2 separate regions of the Mus musculus genome follow, and region 1 is linked to region 2. Evidence: chromatin contacts called from public HiChIP or PLAC-seq data. All regions are on one chromosome and are shown on one strand. The core of a region is the stretch at or near the end of the contact, and the rest is flanking DNA. Distances in the headings are between cores, read along the strand shown. Region 1 overlaps Gm12610 (predicted gene 12610). Region 2 holds the start of Cdkn2a (cyclin dependent kinase inhibitor 2A).

Evidence for each region. HiChIP or PLAC-seq counts read pairs in DNA pulled down with a chosen protein or histone mark.
Region 1: an H3K4me3 HiChIP or PLAC-seq map of embryonic limb bud shows a contact between it and region 2, with 4 times the contacts expected there. The contact joins the enhancer-like site here to the promoter of Cdkn2a in region 2. A contact is called at or near these places in 5 of 39 promoter capture datasets (the C10 cell line, cranial neural crest, embryonic stem cells and 2 more), 3 of 484 Hi-C or Micro-C datasets (bone marrow-derived dendritic cells, bone marrow-derived macrophages and forebrain neurons), 16 of 115 datasets of contacts at active chromatin or transcription factors (acute myeloid leukemia, bone marrow-derived dendritic cells, craniofacial prominence and 12 more) and 4 of 9 other capture datasets (adipose tissue, liver, macrophages and 1 more).

The regions. Positions count from the first base shown.
Region 1 is chr4:89,506,715-89,509,685 of GRCm38.p6, forward strand. The region is part of intron 7 of Gm12610 (predicted gene 12610); the gene reads left to right. Among named protein-coding and RNA genes, the nearest start is that of Dmrta1, 180 kb to the right of the region's middle. Within about 2 kb of position 1,532, at least 40 of the 459 cell types and tissues checked have an H3K27ac peak or open chromatin away from gene starts, as enhancers often do. A contact at or near this core is called in bone marrow-derived macrophages, embryonic limb bud, pancreatic islet and 1 more, where this site is marked.
Region 2 is chr4:89,280,614-89,283,559 of GRCm38.p6, forward strand. It overlaps Cdkn2a (cyclin dependent kinase inhibitor 2A), which reads right to left and starts at 1,579. Exons shown (of 3, transcript NM_001040654.1): 1 at 1,373-1,579. The coding sequence starts at 1,498.

The DNA of each region.
Region 1 (2,971 bases), core at 282-2,781, 230 kb after region 2:
GGTTGGCCTTGAATTTACTCTGTAGTCTAGGCTAGTCTCAGACTTGCAGTTCCTGCCTCTATTTCCTAAGCAGGCCTCTGATATGAAGACTGATGACCATGTACATTTTTTAAAAAATAAATGCATAAAATAACAAGAGGCCCTAAGCTGATTAAAATGAGTAATAGAATCCTAATAAGCACAAATGATGTTTAGTGGTAATTAGAACAGTTGTCATAATATGAAAATATCTGACATATTAGAGAAAATGCTCGTTATTATTCTAATGACCACAATTTCTGCTTTTTCTTCTCATAATAGTCAGAAATACTAAGTTATGAGACACCAGTTATAAAAACAAATACATAGCATTTCCCTACTCCATTTTATAGATCCTGTGAATGGAAGGGGCTATGGAGCCCACGTAAGGACCTTTGCTTTGAGCTGGTCACTTACTGCTGTCAGGGGCATGATGGCACCAAAAACCTGGTAATCTTTCAGACTAGGATTTCAGCTTTACTTTCATTACTGGATCCTCACAGAGATGGTGGTTCGAGGCCCTTTGATTTCTCTGGTTGAAGGATTTTGCCTGTAGGTGTCTGATGCAGATTTTCTTTTCTCACACACTGGCTACAAGGGTGACATGGGAGAGTTGCTCAGTGTGCCTTTGACACCATTGTCTTTTGGGAATCCCAGCTTCGGGGCTGTTTTTCAACTTATTGGCATGGAGTCCTAGGTCCTCCTGAATCACAAAGACCCACAAGGCAAATGCTGATTCTGGTCCTTGGATGGCTCTGTGGTTATGTGATTTCTCGTCACTTCTGATCTCTCAGAATTTCCCTGACTTTCTCAGATACACATTCATTTTTCAAAAGAAAATCACTCTACAAAGCTTCCGTTTTTGTTTCCTGTTGGATGACCTTCTCCTGAGAGGGTTTCTTTGGGTAGCTAGAATATTGTCCTGATTCTGATCAAATTAATCTTGCCTAATCCTGTTTGATGCTTGCAGACATCCTATGACATAGCTCATCAGAGATGAAGAGAGGAGAAAGTAAGCAGCCTTTTGGTTTGATCAATAAATGAGTGAATTTTTATGCTACCACATAAATGAGTAATGGTGTATTTTGAGGTTATGCGACATGCCATCACGTTGACGAATTAGGAATACCCCTCTTTGGAGAGAGTGGTACCTTTTTAACTTGCTCCAGGAAAAATAAAAAGAAAAAATAAAAAGAATTTATATACATTGCCATTATAAACAGTCTTTTAAGAGAAAAGTTCTCTGAAATGGACCCACACTGTCCTGTCATTTACTACCCCCTCTTCTACACTGCTAGGTGTGTTTCTCTTCTTCTCCTCTCCTCCTTCTTCATCCTCCTCCTCTCCTCTCTTCCCTCCTTCTTCTTTTTCATTTTATTAATTTTTTTTTAAAAAAAAACCAGCCTCATTATGAAGTTCCTGCATTTCTACTCTGTACCATGGCCTGATGGGCTCCTTGCTCATTTTTCTGGGGATTGCGAGGTGTCTGGTGTCTGTCTTGCAGTGTTCCTTGTTGAGATGAGTCACAACAGAAATGCAATCTCAGACATTTCTTCTGCCGTGCAGCAGACCATGAAGCAAAGCAGAGGGCAATCTGTTTATAAGTCAAACAACTACACTTGCAGAGAAAGCTAAGCAGTCAGCTTTGTCCAGGCTGGGAAGCCAATCTTACTGAATTTCTTTGCTTGGGCTACTACAAAATGAGCTCAACACAATACACAGGTCTACTGGGTCCCTTAAAGAAGCCTGCACAGGGGTTCACCTAAGCTGCACAAAAAATCTCCATCAGTTTCTCTCATCCCCCTCCCCCTTTCAATCGGCAAGTGTTTTGTAAGCACCTGCAGTGAGCAGACAGCAAGCAAGGAGGTGGTAAAATCCACAGGGAAGCATAAGGAAATGATTAACACGTTTGGTTTGTTAGGACTGCTAAGTGCAAATGGCCTTAGAGGCATAAAGCGCTGGCTCCACACATTTGTCTTTCTACTCTGCTGCCCGTATTTTTGCTGGTTTTCCCCAGCTGGCCTTGCTGGCCCCTCAAGGTTTTTCTTTTTCTTCATTCTTTTCCTGTCTTCCTGCGCATGTGCCAATTGATTACTACACATTATCAGTGCTTTCTCTCAAGAGCAGGCCATCTCAGGTCAGGCCCCTCATTCTGAGCCCTCCTAGGACTAACTGAGGTACTTCATCATATAGACACATTTCCCCCCGGAACTTCTCTCGTCTCTTTTCTGTTCCAGCCCCAGCAGTTTATACCTGCCCACCTGCTTTGGCTTTTTCTCTTGCTCATTTACGCACTTATTTATGTGTGTTAACTTCCCAAGAATTCTCTCTTAACATTTCAAAAGTATCTCTCATCTTTCATTATGAGTTGTTTGCAACTCCTACAAACCTAATGCTGCAAAATTAGTTCTTATATTTTTTGAGATTATAATATAATTAATTACATCATTTCCCCCTTCCCTTTCCTTCCTTCAAAGCTTCCCATAAACCCTTGCTTGCTCTTTCTCAGATTCATGATGTCTTTTTTATTCATGATTGGTGTGTGTACACACACACACACACACACACACACACACACACACACACATATATATTCCTAAATATATATGTACAACTGCTCAACCTGATTAATATTACTTGTACGTATGCGTTCAGGGCTGACCACTTCGTGTTACATAAGCAATAATTGGTTATTGGATAATTAGTGTGCCCTTCCCTGGGGAAGACTATTTTCCCATTATCAAGGTTCCTTAGTTGAAAATCTGATTTTTTTTTAATCTTCAACAACTCAGAAATATTTCAATATGTGTGGAAGTTTTTTTAAATTCATCTGACTACTGGGGCTAAATTTAGCCAAGGCATTGTCATTGTACAGAGTCAAACTTCATAGGCTTATTGTTAGTTGCAAGATGTGACTATACACAAAATAACCATAAAAGTTGTAGTCATAGAA
Region 2 (2,946 bases), core at 329-2,828:
GTGGGGAGGGAGGGAGGGACCTGGGAGGGAAAGTAGAAGGGTTGGGGAGGGAGTTGGGGAGAATAAAAAAATAATAAAGGTAGAAGGGGAAACCCTGTGATAGGAAAAAAAATGCTCACATCTTTTATGGTATGGAAAAGTTGAAATAGCAAAAATAAAATGAATACTAAATCCTTTAAGAAAGTACCTTGGGTTTTTTTGTTTTGTTATTTTCTTTCTACTCTTCTTTTGTTAGGGGGGAGGTGTTTCTATACAGGGTTTTCTCTATGTCATCCCTGCTGACCTAGAACTGAAAAGATTAGTTTGCCTCTGTCTCTTGATTCTGGGATTAAAAAACAAACAAACAAACACCCCCAAAAAAACCAGCCTGGCTTATTTTTCCTCTTCTCTTCTCTTCTCTTCTCTTCTCTTCTCTTCTCTTCTCTTCTCTTCTCTTCTCTTCTCTTCTCTTCTCTTCTCTCTTCTAGGCTTATCTCCCCTCCCCTCCCCTCCCCTCTCTCCTCCTCCTCCTCCTCCTCCTCTTCCTCCTCTCCTCTCCTCTCCTCTCCTCTCCTCCCCCCCCCCCAGCATTTCTGCCTGAACATCAAATGGGTTATGGCTCTGAAACCAAACCAACTTCCTCCTTCCCCGTTAAAACTATCTACCCAACTTTCTTAACTTTTCTGTATTCAATGAATACGGTCCTCTCTTACATATTTTAGGACTCCAAAGGCAAACTTCTCAGCAACTGGTAACACTGCAAATGTTAAACTGCAAACTATAGACACGTTATTTTAAAAGGTTCACATTTATCTCGCACAACCACCCAACCTGTCTAGAATCAAAGAGGTTTCCACGCTTGACTTGCAAATGATCTCAAGGTCCCAAACTCGTTTGTTTATTTTTATTCTGTGATTTAAAGTGTGTAAAATATAGTCTATGTTGCAGTTTCAGAAGGCACCTTCCAGCCTTTTTAGTCAAGTTGAAACCGATGTTCTTTTTCTTCAGCTTATTATGCACAGGCTCTGGAATGCACATTTGTTTCACGGGAATTTTCTTTGTTAGAGTTAGAAAGGATAGTTACAGACATTTCTAGGGCCAGGACTCCTTTTAGGCTGAAACTTAGTAATCTGGTAAAAGCAAGACCAGAATTAATCAGCTGACAGTAGATGGGAGAAACAAGACTTCTCAAAAATAAGACACTGAAAACTCGATGCCAAAATGGTTTCACTATAACAAGTTAGTTTAATGGGTGGCTCCGGTGGGCAGCAGCAACAACAAAAACAAACAAACAAACAAAAATATCTGGGGTATGCATTTCAAATGGTAATTGAAATGTTATCTCTTCCTGAACAAAAGTTACCCGACTGCAGATGGGACACTCCTTGCCTACCTGAATCGGGGTACGACCGAAAGAGTTCGGGGCGTTGGGCGAAACCCCGGCTTCCAGCAGTGCCCGCACGTCATGCACACGGCCCTGGGCCGCCGCCCTGGCCAGTCTGTCTGCAGCGGACTCCATGCTGCTCCAGATGGCTCTCCTCGAGTTCGCTTTCCTCGCGGAGATTCAGTGCCCGCCCAATCGCCCAGTCGTGTGACCAGTGGGTCCCTCCTTCCTTCCTCTGAGGATGGTGTGGGGGGGGGGGGGAGCCACACTCTGCTCCTGACCTGGCTCCACAGCCCGCCATAGGTGGCGCTATTTGCCCTGAATATAGCATGAATTGAACACCCCTGAAAACACTGCTGTTCCCCCCACCTCCGGATGGGGGAGGGGAAAGGGATGGAGCCCGGACTACAGAAGAGATGCAGGGTTCAGGAGGAGAGCTGGGCGTTGAAACAGCGCTAAAGGATCGGACAGCCCCCGCCTGCTACCCACGCTAACACCCCTCCCCCATGCCTGGTCACCCTTTGACACGCTGGGCTCCTTCTGGACCCGCACAGCAAAGAAGTGCACACGTGTCTTCTGAGAAAGTGAACTAGTCCTTCTCGAAATCTCTCCTTCCTCCCCAGTGCAACACCCAGGTATTAGAAAAACGAAGGAGGGTAATTTTCATCACTACACTGAAACTTAAGGTATTTAACATCTTAGCAGAAAATTGTGTCATCTTTTATTCAGAAGAAAGAGCTACAACTTCGCCAAGCTGAGATCCCAACAACCCTAGCTCAAACAACTCATTTTGGAGGGTACCACGCCCAGTATGAAATCCGAATCTTTGCGAAGGATTTGCAGAAACATTTCTGATGTTGCTGTATCAGTGCTAGGATTCTGTACACAACTATAAAAAAGTGACGGGGTGAAGTCATCGGAGGGCAATCTGCTTATAAAGTATTTCTATTTTATGGGGCTGTTGTTTGTTTAAATGAGTTGGTGTGCTGCGCATAAACGTTGCACCGGTTTAAATTGTTCGTTAAAAACGTCTTTGCAATCTTGTGAGGCAGGAAGAAGAACACGCTTTGGGCAGAGTTACCAGTACTGGACAGAAGGGAGGATTTAAAAAGACAGTCCTCACCAGAAAGGCAATGGCCCTTTCTTCCACTCCTGGAACTCAGCATAAACTCAGAACTCTGTCTCCCTTCTGCCTCCTGGGTGCCAGGATTAAAGGCCTGGCATTATTTTCTGCAGATTTTGAATAATTTTCTCTCCCCATATTCTTTATATGGCCACAGCTATTTTTGACTTTGTATGTGTGTGGTGAGAATGTCAGTCATATCCTGTGGACACAAAACTACAGACAGACAGAGAACTGACCCCTCATTTACCAACTCCACGAATTCAAATGTGTGGGGGGGGGGGAGGGAGAGGGAGGGAGAGAGGAGGGGGAGAGGGAGGGAGGGGGAGGGAGAGAGAGACAGAGAGAGAGAGAGAGAGAGAGAGAGAGAGAGAGAGGAGACACACACACACACACACACACACACACACACACACAGAGACAGAGACAGACAGAGACAGAGAGAAAGAAAGGAGAGTCT